4 separate regions of the Mus musculus genome follow, and all the other regions are linked to region 1. The links are chromatin contacts, called in public promoter capture Hi-C maps. All regions are on one chromosome and are shown on one strand. Each heading gives the region's core, a stretch centred on a gene start, on an enhancer-like site or on the middle of the called end of the contact. The rest is flanking DNA. Distances are from core to core; before and after follow the strand shown.

The links. Promoter capture Hi-C pulls out the DNA fragments that hold promoters and counts their contacts.
Region 2: a promoter capture Hi-C map of hippocampal neurons shows a contact between it and region 1, with 3 times the contacts expected there. The contact joins the promoter of Fgf5 here to the enhancer-like site in region 1. A contact is called at or near these places in 5 of 39 promoter capture datasets (the 3T3-L1 cell line, hippocampal neurons, liver and 1 more), 1 of 115 datasets of contacts at active chromatin or transcription factors (embryonic forebrain) and 1 of 9 other capture datasets (embryonic stem cells).
Region 3: a contact with region 1 is called in a promoter capture Hi-C map of hippocampal neurons, with 14 times the contacts expected there. The contact joins the promoter of Prdm8 here to the enhancer-like site in region 1. A contact is called at or near these places in 8 of 39 promoter capture datasets (the 3T3-L1 cell line, 3T3-L1-derived adipocytes, the C10 cell line and 3 more), 1 of 15 datasets of contacts at CTCF or cohesin (pro-B cells), 4 of 484 Hi-C or Micro-C datasets (the C10 cell line, cerebellar granule neurons, cerebellum and 1 more), 9 of 115 datasets of contacts at active chromatin or transcription factors (astrocytes, differentiating embryonic stem cells, embryonic basal ganglia and 6 more) and 1 of 9 other capture datasets (liver).
Region 4: a contact with region 1 is called in a promoter capture Hi-C map of hippocampal neurons, with 2.8 times the contacts expected there. The contact joins the promoter of Antxr2 here to the enhancer-like site in region 1. A contact is called at or near these places in 5 of 39 promoter capture datasets (the 3T3-L1 cell line, the C10 cell line, hippocampal neurons and 2 more), 1 of 115 datasets of contacts at active chromatin or transcription factors (large pre-B cells) and 1 of 9 other capture datasets (pancreatic islet).

The regions. Positions count from the first base shown.
Region 1 is chr5:97,414,644-97,417,273 of GRCm38.p6, forward strand. All of the region lies in intron 2 of 4930467D21Rik (RIKEN cDNA 4930467D21 gene), which reads left to right. Among named protein-coding and RNA genes, the nearest start is that of 4930467D21Rik, 24 kb to the left of the region's middle. Within about 2 kb of position 1,313, at least 25 of the 459 cell types and tissues checked have an H3K27ac peak or open chromatin away from gene starts, as enhancers often do. A contact at or near this core is called in cerebellum, embryonic basal ganglia, hippocampal neurons and 1 more, where this site is marked.
Region 2 is chr5:98,252,877-98,255,506 of GRCm38.p6, forward strand. It overlaps Fgf5 (fibroblast growth factor 5), which reads left to right and starts at 1,308. Exons shown (of 3, transcript NM_010203.5): 1 at 1,308-1,884. The coding sequence starts at 1,536.
Region 3 is chr5:98,179,563-98,182,192 of GRCm38.p6, forward strand. Prdm8 (PR domain containing 8) reads left to right here and starts at 1,307. Exons shown (of 4, transcript NM_029947.2): 1 at 1,307-1,550.
Region 4 is chr5:98,029,682-98,032,311 of GRCm38.p6, forward strand. Antxr2 (anthrax toxin receptor 2) reads right to left here and starts at 1,336. Exons shown (of 17, transcript NM_133738.2): 1 at 717-1,336. The coding sequence starts at 868. It also overlaps Gm42759.

The DNA of each region.
Region 1 (2,630 bases), core at 63-2,562:
GAGAAAGTCAGCTATAGCAGAAGAACATGTCATGTAACCACAAAAATACGCCCGCTCGGTGTTAATTATATTTTCTTGCATAAATGTATTCGTATGTATGATTTACACATGCACACATACTCATGGTGTTTCTAGATGTAAGAGATTATACAGGTTTAAGTAGTAAACTTGGGGGGTTAGAAATATTAAATAGCATTTGGACTTTTGAGGATTTAGGGACTTCTCCATCTTTGAATTTCTTTATGTGAAAATAGATGAGTGCTTTGAGGTAGAAACTGGACTTGTATACCTTCAGCTACATTTTCTTAGCCTGGCCTTTTTACCTTGAAACATAAGTGAGAGATGTATGCATATAGGTTTCAGTAATCTGGGTAGAAGGAAAGTTTCCCTATGTTGCATTTTATATTCCATATTTTAAGCAATACACAATAAGTGTTTGTGTTGCTCTTACAGTATTTGAAACATTCATTTTTATTAATGTTTAATATTAAAAGAAAATACTAGTCTTGATGAGAAATAAAGATAAGTTGTTGAGGTCAAAATGCCTGTTGTACTCTTCTAAATATATCACATTTGTTACATACCATGACCATGAGGCAGTAGACAGGTTAGTCAGGATTGCTATTATAGAATCACTTGTAGGAGACATATTTCTATGCATTATCACAAATAATTGATTTTGTTAAGAATAATGAATGTGTGTGTGTGTGTGTGTGTGTTTCCAGAGACAGTGTCTCCCTGCTCTAGCTGACATGGAATATATCTGGTCAGGAACTTGCTTTATAGACCAGGCTGGTCTTGAACTCTGAGATTTCTTCATGCTCTATGTATGTGTAGATAGATAGATAGATAGATAGATAGATAGATAGATAGATAGATAGACATCTGGTCAGGAACTTGCTTTATAGACCAGGCTGGCCTTGAACTCTGAGATTTCTTCATGCTCTATGTATGTGTAGATAGATAGATAGATAGATAGATAGATAGATAGATAGATAGGTAGGTAGGTAGATAGGTAGATAGGTAGATAGGTAGATAGGTAGATAGATAGATAGATAGATAGATAGATAGATAGATAGATGCACACACACACACATTAATCCCCCGGTATATATGGCACTCAGTTTTTTGAGAAACTATATGAAAACAGGGATACATCTTAGTATGTACTCCTCCCATGAAATCCTACATGGATCCCTAGACCCATACTTGCTGCACTGTATTTTCTCAGCTCCAGTGGAGCAGAGCAAGTATCTAGCAAGCTCAGTGTCGCTGTGGGATCGGCCCCACGTGACTATGTGTGGGATCAGCATGATCGGCTGTCACTGGTTTCACTGACATCTGTCCCCACAGTGAGACAAGCTGCAACATGAATTATTGAAGACATACACATGCAGATCTGTGTCACGACTATGCCAAATAATACATTTTGCCACACTCTTGAGAGCTGAAAAGAGGCATGGTTGACATCATCCTTAACCCCTCTGACAATCTGCTACCACAGTACCGATTAAAATGAAACTCATGGCTATGGCACTCTGTGACAGGCTGCATCTCAGATACACATGAAAACACCCCACCCCTTAGAGAGCTTTTATCTTCCCCATTTTAGCAGCTATTTGCCACGTGCTTTGAATATGCTCACTTTAAAAAGTCTTTCTTGCACTAGATCATTAATATCCCATATTTAAATGATAAAAACAAATAATCGCATTTGTACAGTGACTTGAGTTTTGCAGTACAGTGTACATTATGTTATCTAGGAAGTCTCTGTAATTAGAGTATCTTGGAGCAGCTCATAAAATTACAAATATTTAGGTCAATAATATCTTTTTAAGTTGTGGCAGAGCTTAGACAATGTGCTTAATAGTCTTACTAGTTAGGAAGTATTTACTATTTAAGGATCTGTCTTTTGAATACTTTGTGCTGTATATATGAGCTGCCATAGAATAATGGCCCCCAATTCACTCCACTATGCATATAGGACCCAGTTATTTCTGGTGCAGGTATTCTTACATGTGTGTAAGAATATATCTGTATTAACACTTAGATGGCATATATTTAAACTCATATAGCAAATTACTTTTCTACTACTAATGGTGCCACGTTATAAATTTCCCAGATATAAGCTGTCTGGCCTTAAGGAAGCTGCTCACCCTCTCCCTGTCTCAGTTTTACCATTATGAGAGCATAACACGCTTGCCTATTAAGTGGCACTGCCTCATAGACAGAATGAAGCACTATTAGTTTGACAAATTCAGAGCTGGAGTGCCTGCTCCCTGTATCAGGCATTAACAGCAGCCAATAGCTGTTATAATGCCTTGTTTGCCTGTTACAGTGGCAAGGTCTCCTTGAAAAAAAACAAAGCAAGAAGATTTTTCTAGCACTGTTTCTCCCTTGCTATCCCCACCCCCACCCCCCACTTTTTCTTTTTAATTCTCACTTGGGGTCAGTCACATGGTGGCTGTGACTTTTAGAAATACATTTATGGTAAGGTGCTGGGAAGGAAGTTGAGCGACCCTTTCCTATGTACTCTCAAGATTCAGCACTTGTTGAGAATGGGCCAACTAGCTGCTTCAGTCCTGTGAGTTGTCTTTAAGATTTTGTTGTTGATAGTAAATGCCCGGGAG
Region 2 (2,630 bases), core at 58-2,557, 840 kb after region 1:
CACAATCTTTTGTGTTGGATATTCCTTTTACTCCCTTTGGCGATTTCCTGTGTTGATCAGGTGACTGGCTATCAGCTGCCTTGTCCCCAATCCACGGAAGATTTGCAATTCTGAAAACAAATCTACATCTGTTTTATAGGTTTTCACTATGAAGATAGGAAGCCTGAAGCAGATACTCAGTAATTAATAAAGTCATGTCTTAACATCTCGCATGATTGATGCGAGTTGACCCCATTGGGCGGCTTCATTGACTTTTCATTTTAAGTGACCAATGAGTGATATATCATAGTGTAGTTTAAAGTTTCAAATATGTTTTCAGACAGAAATATTCCAAGAATGCAAGTCAGGTATATTTCTCAGATAAATAACAGCCCCAGCATTACGTACGGGGAAATTCTTCCTTCTCAGGTTTCCCTAGGTTGAGATTCAGGGGCCTGTCATTAATCATTCATTAGGGTCGGTCCTCCAGTCAATGGAAGTTGAAGAGAGCTGTTGGCTAACTCCTCCAGGCAACGGATCATGGGGTCAGAGAGGACAACTGGGCAGTCCTGGTGTTCAGACTCAATTCATCCTTGCCTGGAGTTCAAGTGTGTCTGGTGTGTGTGTGTGTGTGTGTGTGTGTGTGTGTGTGTGTGTATGTTCGAGGGCGTTCACCTGTTCCAACACAGACATGGGTTTTCCTGAAGAAAAAGCTGGACACGTCGTGCATCCACAGAGTTTCTTAGAGGGCAGCCTGAGACCTGGCATAACAATTCAGGGTGGCTCTCTAGTGGAGAAATAAACGCACACCTTAGTTCTTTAATAAATCAATAACAGCGAGAAACCAGTCTTCTCTCCCACCCTGGGCCACCCCAAAACCTTCCCAAGTTCTGCTGCCAATCAGTTTTTGGTTCCCTTCGGAAAGTGGTTCCCAGGCTCCAGATGGCAGGGGCCAGCAACCTGGAATGCGGGTGCTGGGTAAAGAGTGAGTTGGCTGGGACACATGTGACCACAGAGGACGGGAACCCATGCCCACGTTGCCGTCCGTCCGTGCCCCTTGCGTGGAGAGCAGCGCGCGCGGAGCCGATTCCGGAGCCGCTGGCTCGGGCAGGGGGTGGGGTGACTGGGTGGCTCTTGACAACCGCTGGGTTGCATGACCCGTGCACGGTCGCAGCCAGCGTCCCGGGGGCAGCTTCTGAGGGCGAGACACCTCCTCCCACTCCCGGGATCGCATCTCCCTCCTCCTTCACACCCCCGCCCCCGGGACCGCGGCGCTCCCTCCCCGTACCGGCCGTGAGTACACAAAGCGGCGGGTGAGGGGAAGCTTCGCAGGCGTGCACGGAGCAGTGAGATCACTGGCGTTATAAATATCCCGGTGCCAGCGCCGAGATCCGCTCGGGTGGCCTCTCTCTCTCCCCCTCTCCCTCTCCCTTCCCCGAGGCTATGTCCACCCTGTGCGGCGAGGGAGGCAGCGCCAGAGGCACGCAGCCGCGCGGGGGCTACGGAGCCCGGAGCCAGCCCTGCAAGATGCACTTAGGACCCCCGCGGCCGGAAGAATGAGCCTGTCCTTGCTCTTCCTCATCTTCTGCAGCCACCTGATCCACAGCGCTTGGGCTCACGGGGAGAAGCGTCTCACTCCCGAAGGGCAACCCGCGCCTCCTAGGAACCCGGGAGACTCCAGCGGCAGCCGGGGCAGAAGTAGCGCGACGTTTTCTTCGTCTTCTGCCTCCTCACCAGTCGCAGCTTCTCCGGGCAGCCAAGGAAGCGGCTCGGAACATAGCAGTTTCCAGTGGAGCCCTTCGGGGCGCCGGACCGGCAGCCTGTACTGCAGAGTGGGCATCGGTTTCCATCTGCAGATCTACCCGGATGGCAAAGTCAATGGCTCCCACGAAGCCAGTGTGTTAAGTAAGTTGCTCACTCTCCAACAAAACCTGTTCTGGGAGGGACGGTCAAGATTCCTTTGGGCCACAGGCACCTCTAGGAGCCCTAGCGTCTGGGACTCTGCTGGTTCTGGAAAGAGTCCGGTAGGGTTTCGTGGAGATGCGTCTACTCAGAGCGAGCAGACGCACCCTTCTGTCTTGGGTAGTAAGCATGGGTAAGCCCAGGTGAGGTTACCGAGGTGAGACAGGCAGCTCTTTTCCAGAATGCCCGGGCCGAAAAGACTAGCCACCCACTCTAGCTGGAGAAGAAAAAAAAATAATAATAATAATGAAAGAAGTAACAATCTTTCTCCTGGTACAATTTCTTTCTACTTATGAACTAGAACCGCATTTTTCTTTAAGCGTTAAGTATATCTCTATTCCCTGTACATAATTTACGTTTATGAAAAGAACCCATCTGAGTACTTCCATTCTCCAACTACAAATATCCTATATATCCCATATTATGTTTGTTTATTAATATCTCTATGTAACTCCGAATGCTTAGGTATCTTTCACACGAATACATACATATGTAGATACATACATGCGTACATAAGCGCGCGCGCACACCAACTACACAGGTCTACGTAGAATTTACGTGTACATGCGTTTTGGAAGGGCAAAGTTCTGCTTGCAAGAAAGCAACATGATCTGGAAAACCGGACAGACAGTATTATGACTAAGTCCGGTGCTGAGTTTAACAACATTTAGTAGGCTGAGACCCTGACA
Region 3 (2,630 bases), core at 57-2,556, 760 kb after region 1:
AGGACAGAGATTGTCTCCTCCTTAAATTCTGGCCCTGACTCCTGCCCTTTAGCGAGTAAACTATACAATTGGATTTATACTCAACCTGACCTATTGCTCAATTGAATTCCGGGAGAGTGGGGGTAGGAATTGAGGGATTGCCTGCGCCACTCAAAGGCCTTTCTTTCCTTAGGAATAGAAAGCCTACCAGAGAAAAACAGCCAGAGAGCCCCTAGCGTCATTGTTTTGTGGCCCCCGCAGAAGGAGAAAACTCTCTGGCTGTCAAAGACCTCAAGTCATTAGCATCAGCTGCCGCTCCAGAGGACAAGCCAGCGCCTCTAAGTGGCTTAGCGCACAAACGAGACTCCCGAGACAGCCTCACTCCTGTGATTCGGTCCACTCCTCCATCAACGGCTGGATGTGAAAGGCTCTTGAGAGTCCTTCTCAGTAATTTTTTTTTTAACTTTGAACCATCCTTTCTGTATCATGAGGTCTTAGAATCCTGGCCGCCATTATGGGACCCCCTTGGGAACCACAAAATACAGAGAGAGCACAGAAGGTGAAAAGCTTTAACACCTGAGTCCAATGACCTAGGCTTTTCCCAGCAACGCCCTCCTAGCCCATATCCACGCACAGACCCTTGTTCTGGGACCTAAAAACAGCCGAAGTCCCTTTAGGTGTCTGGCAGCATTCCAGACTTATCTTCTTACCCCATCCCATTGGATGGGAGATGGCTAGCCGAGTTCCCACCAAATCATACCCCCTGTCGCCAGTATTTACACGGGAGTCTCTGCTAGGTGGCATGAATGCATTTTAAGGAAGTCTGTTTGTCACCTCCTAGGCCACTAGCTTCACAGATCAGCGGCAGTCAATGGCCAAAGAATCCCGCGGGGCAAATTCTCACCCTCCTTTTGGGGGAGCAGGGACATACCACTCAAACTCTAGGGACATATGCAAGTAGTTCACGCGCTGGCAACATAGCCAATTCAACTCCTTGTCCTACGTCCTCTGAGTGCCCAGCAAAACGGAAAAGAACCGCTCTGCTCCTTCTGACACCTTCCTTCCTGAGCCCGAAACGGATTTTGCCAACCCAGGTGTCCCAGAGGGACCCAGCTGCAGGAGAAGGCAGGCCAGGATGCTCTCGGGGAGGCTATGCCACTTCGGGAAGGAGCTTAGGATCTGCCTAGCGCGGGCAGTCCAGAAAAACCAGGCTTGTGGCGCCGGAGGGATCTCCCAGACCGGCAAGAGTTAAAGGGAGGGGACGTGGGCTGTCACGCGTCATTGGGCAGATTATGTGCAGCAAACAAAAAGTGTGTGTCTGCGTGCCAGTCAGTCATTGCATCGGGTCCATCTGTACAACTCTCTCTCTCTCTCTCTCTCTCTCTCTCTCTCTCTCTCTCTCCTAATCTATCTGCATCTCTCTTCTCTCTTTGGACAGAACCCACAAGACTGACACCGACACCTCTTGACATGGAGATACACTAATGTAATAGGCAGGAAGGAACACTGGCTTGCACCCCGTTGGTTCCAGGTGGCCTTATTTGGGCGACTCGGTCCTGACCTTATTTCTGGTAAGTCTATTTGCTTTGACCTGGGAGGGGGATGGGAAGAGGACAGGTTGAGTACAAGGAGTGAAAAAATTGTCCCCCTTTTCCTCGTTATCTAGAAGATAGGAGGGAAACGACGCGGAATGTTGTTTCCACTGCCAATAAGATTATACAAAGGGAGGAGCGGGTAGGAGCACTTTTCTGGAGAAGCTAGGGACTGGGGAGCTCGCGGCTGCCAGACAATGCCAGCCCGGAGTGGAGGGAGAGCATCCGGCAGTAGCGACCGGCTTTCAGCGAGCCCAGCTGGCTCTGAGTTTCCCAGGAGGATCTGCGAAGGAAGAGAACCCGGGCCTAGGGATGGGCGTAGGACTGTGAAAGGCTAGATACTATAAAGCCCGGGGTCCTGCCTATCGCTATTGTGGCTGATTTGCGTCAAGGCGGCCACCGAGGCAGCATGGACCGCTATTAGCCCGGCTGTGGGACCTTTTCGCTGTATTGTTAGATAGAACTGCATTTTAATGACTGAGTCCCTGCTGTTGCCAAAGTGGAGGGCGATCTCCTGTCACAATAAAAAGCTTCTGTGAAGAATACTTTCAAACGCGAGGCAGAAATCAAGGTACAAACCGTTGAAATGTAGGCAACTGGGAAGAGAAAGAGGGTTTATACTGAAAGGGAGCTGAGAGAACCTGTATTCTGCAACGTATTTGACTTGCAATTGGAAATCAGAAGGGGACAGGACGAGTGCAGAAACAGAAAGTAGTATCATAAACTTTCTATGTTGTGGCTATTTTTCTTATTCCCACTGTCTGGAAAATATACTTGCCATTTGGGGCATATGGGAGAACGAATAGGAAAGGGGCTAGCCAAAGTTACAGGCATTGCATTTTCTTACATTTGTATGGCAATTGGCTAGTGGATGTTGATTTAAACAAAATACACATCGCCTATATTTTTCTTTAATGAGAAGCTAGCTGAACAAGAAAAGAGTAAGATCGGTTTTCCCCACGGCCACTTAAGGTATATAAATACAGAGACAATCACTGTCACTGGTGAAACTGCTAGGGAAAAACCAACTTAGAGGAATTGTTAGATTTCCCCAAGAAA
Region 4 (2,630 bases), core at 86-2,585, 620 kb after region 1:
AAAGACAAAAAGTGGGCCTTAATGGCAAACATTTCTTCAGTTTTAAAAGGCGCATGATGGGGGGTGGAGGTCGGGGGTCAGGGATAGGGGGCGGGGACTGACTCCCCTCTTCAAAGTTAAGTGTGCTTGTTCATGTCCATGTTCAGAGCTGAAACTTTAGTGTTTGGGCTGAATCAAGGAAACCAGGAAGACCACACTTCTTGGGGGGGGGGGGGGGGACACTTGCTTTGTACTGTTTAGAGAGAGACCTGGCTTTTCAAAATAAAAACACAAGCCCTCATTTCTCAGGAAATGCAAGCCACATTGGGTATATTAAGGCTTTCCCCCCCCCCCCCTGGCTCCCAGTGTGATCAGGATAAAATTAGGCAAACTTTAGAATGTCCGTGGGGGTCTAGGGGGAGTATGATAAAGAGGCACAAAAGTTCCTGGGAGGAAACGAGCTGCAGGTGGCCACACTACCGTTTCCCAAAAGATTCCAGGACAAAAAAAGCACTGCACGCCTCTCCTTTGGAGAACCAAGTAGCCCTGGAGTCTCGCAGCCCCTATTCCTGTACAGCTAATGAGCTTGCCTTTGAAAGGAGTCAGCCACATGCACACTAGGGAGAGTTCCCTCGTCGCCTCCCCCAGAATCCAAACACATCTCAACTTCAGTCCTAGCTGATTCAGAGCTGCCCTCCCCCCAGGAGACCCTGACCCCACAGTCCTCCTTCACTCACTTGTCCAGTACGAAGTACAAATCGAAGGCTTTTTTGCAAGAGGGCTGCTCCTGGGCTTGCAGCAACGACCCCGGACCGCCCACAGCCAACAACCACAGGCCAGGGAACAGCCAGCTCCCAGGGCTGCGCGCCCGGGACCGACCGGCCACCATCCTGTGGCCGGGGCCCGGCAGCTCTCTCTGGCTCACAGTCCCTTGGGCTCGGGGTTCTGGGCTCCGGGCTTCACAGAGCAGAGACGTGAAAGAGGCGGAGTCACCGGGGACTCGCCCGGGGGTCAGAGGCTGAGCGGGGCTGGGATGCCCTCTCCAAGCTCAGAGCCACCCAACAGCTGCCACTGAGGAGAGAGAGCGAGGTCCTGGGAGGACAAAGAGAGTCTCCGCAGCCGCCACAGCTGCCGCCGGAACTCTGGGCAAATCCCAGTGGACAGAGTCCAGTTCTCCCACTCCGGATTCCGGAGAGTTGCTGCAGACAATGAGGCCCGCAGCGACAGCTCTCGGGACAAGTTCCTCGCCTCCCGCTGAGTCTCCGGCGCCCACCCGGGAGCAGAAAGGCTGGCGTCTAGCTGCGGTGGTGAGCTGCGGGACAGGCACCCGCGGACCCCACGATCGCCGCGGGAACTCAGCCGAGTCCTCCTCTTCCGCCTCTCTTCCTCGGACCGCCCAACTCCTCGCGGCACTTTATAACTTTCTTCCCTGCCCCAACCTGGCGCCGCGCCGCGCGGGGCGAGCCTCTGCAGCCCGGGATGCTAAGCACCCGGGGGAGCGGCAGGCCGCCGGGCACCTCAGGCCTGGGGGGTGGGAGTGGGCGCTGACCGGTCTGCTCGTGCGAGCCCGAGGGCGGGGCGCCGGGAGGAAGCCCGACGAGCCACACAAGCACACTTGAGGGTTCGTGCTGAGCAGCGGATGACTAACGCCTGCCAGATTTCGGAAGGGAGAGAGGAGTTCTGAAAAACAAACGTCCTCTAGATACTAAACATATCCAACTCTCCCGCAAGCCTGGCCCGGCCTGTTTTCCCCAGCTGTGCTGGAACGGCCCTCCGCGTGGTTTAGAGACTCAGGACCAGCTGTCTCCTGGATAGTGACGGCCTTATGCCTCATCCCTCCGCACCTTTCATCCATCACACACCGACCTAGTGACGCAGGATTTAAGGTTTAAGAAAGGGGACTTCCTCTTTTCTTTCTCTTTTTTTTTCTATTTGATAATTTTTCCATTTTTCATTAATTCTGAGAGTTTCATGCGACGTGTACTGATCATATATATTTTTCACACACACACACCCAACACCTCCCTACCCCTAACTCCTCTGAAATCAACCCTCACCTCCCTACACACACCTCAACTTCGTGTCCCTTTTGTCAAGAACCCATAGACTCCAATTTGAGCAGTCTATATACTCCTGGTCCACGTGGGGACCATTCAATGGAGTAGGTTTAGCCTTCAAAGAACCACACCCTTAAAGAAAACCATAGCCCCACTCGGAAGCCTTCTACTGTGCATAGCTCCAGGGTGACCGGTGGGATTTCATTAAAAAAAAAAAAAAAAAAAAAAAGTTTCCCACTCCATGCTAGCAGGTTGACTGGCTTGATCTTCTGAGGATATTGTGCGACAACCTCAGCGGCTGTGTGTTCATGCATGCAGCAATCCCGTCATGCCCAGAGGCCAGCGCTGAGCTGTAGTGCCCCTGACCTAGAGTTCTGTGAATCTTTTCACTCACCTTACTCCCACCCTTTGTGGATTGTCCTGGAACGTTAAGGAGGGCTTGTGATTTGTATGTCCCATTTGTGGCTGGGCAATCCACGAGCATTTATTCTCTTCGATTTGACCATTTGTGGGTTTGTGCATTAACCACCATCCCCTGCACTGAGAAACTTGTCTGATGAGGTCTCAGAGTTGCGCTGGCTGATCTACAAGTAG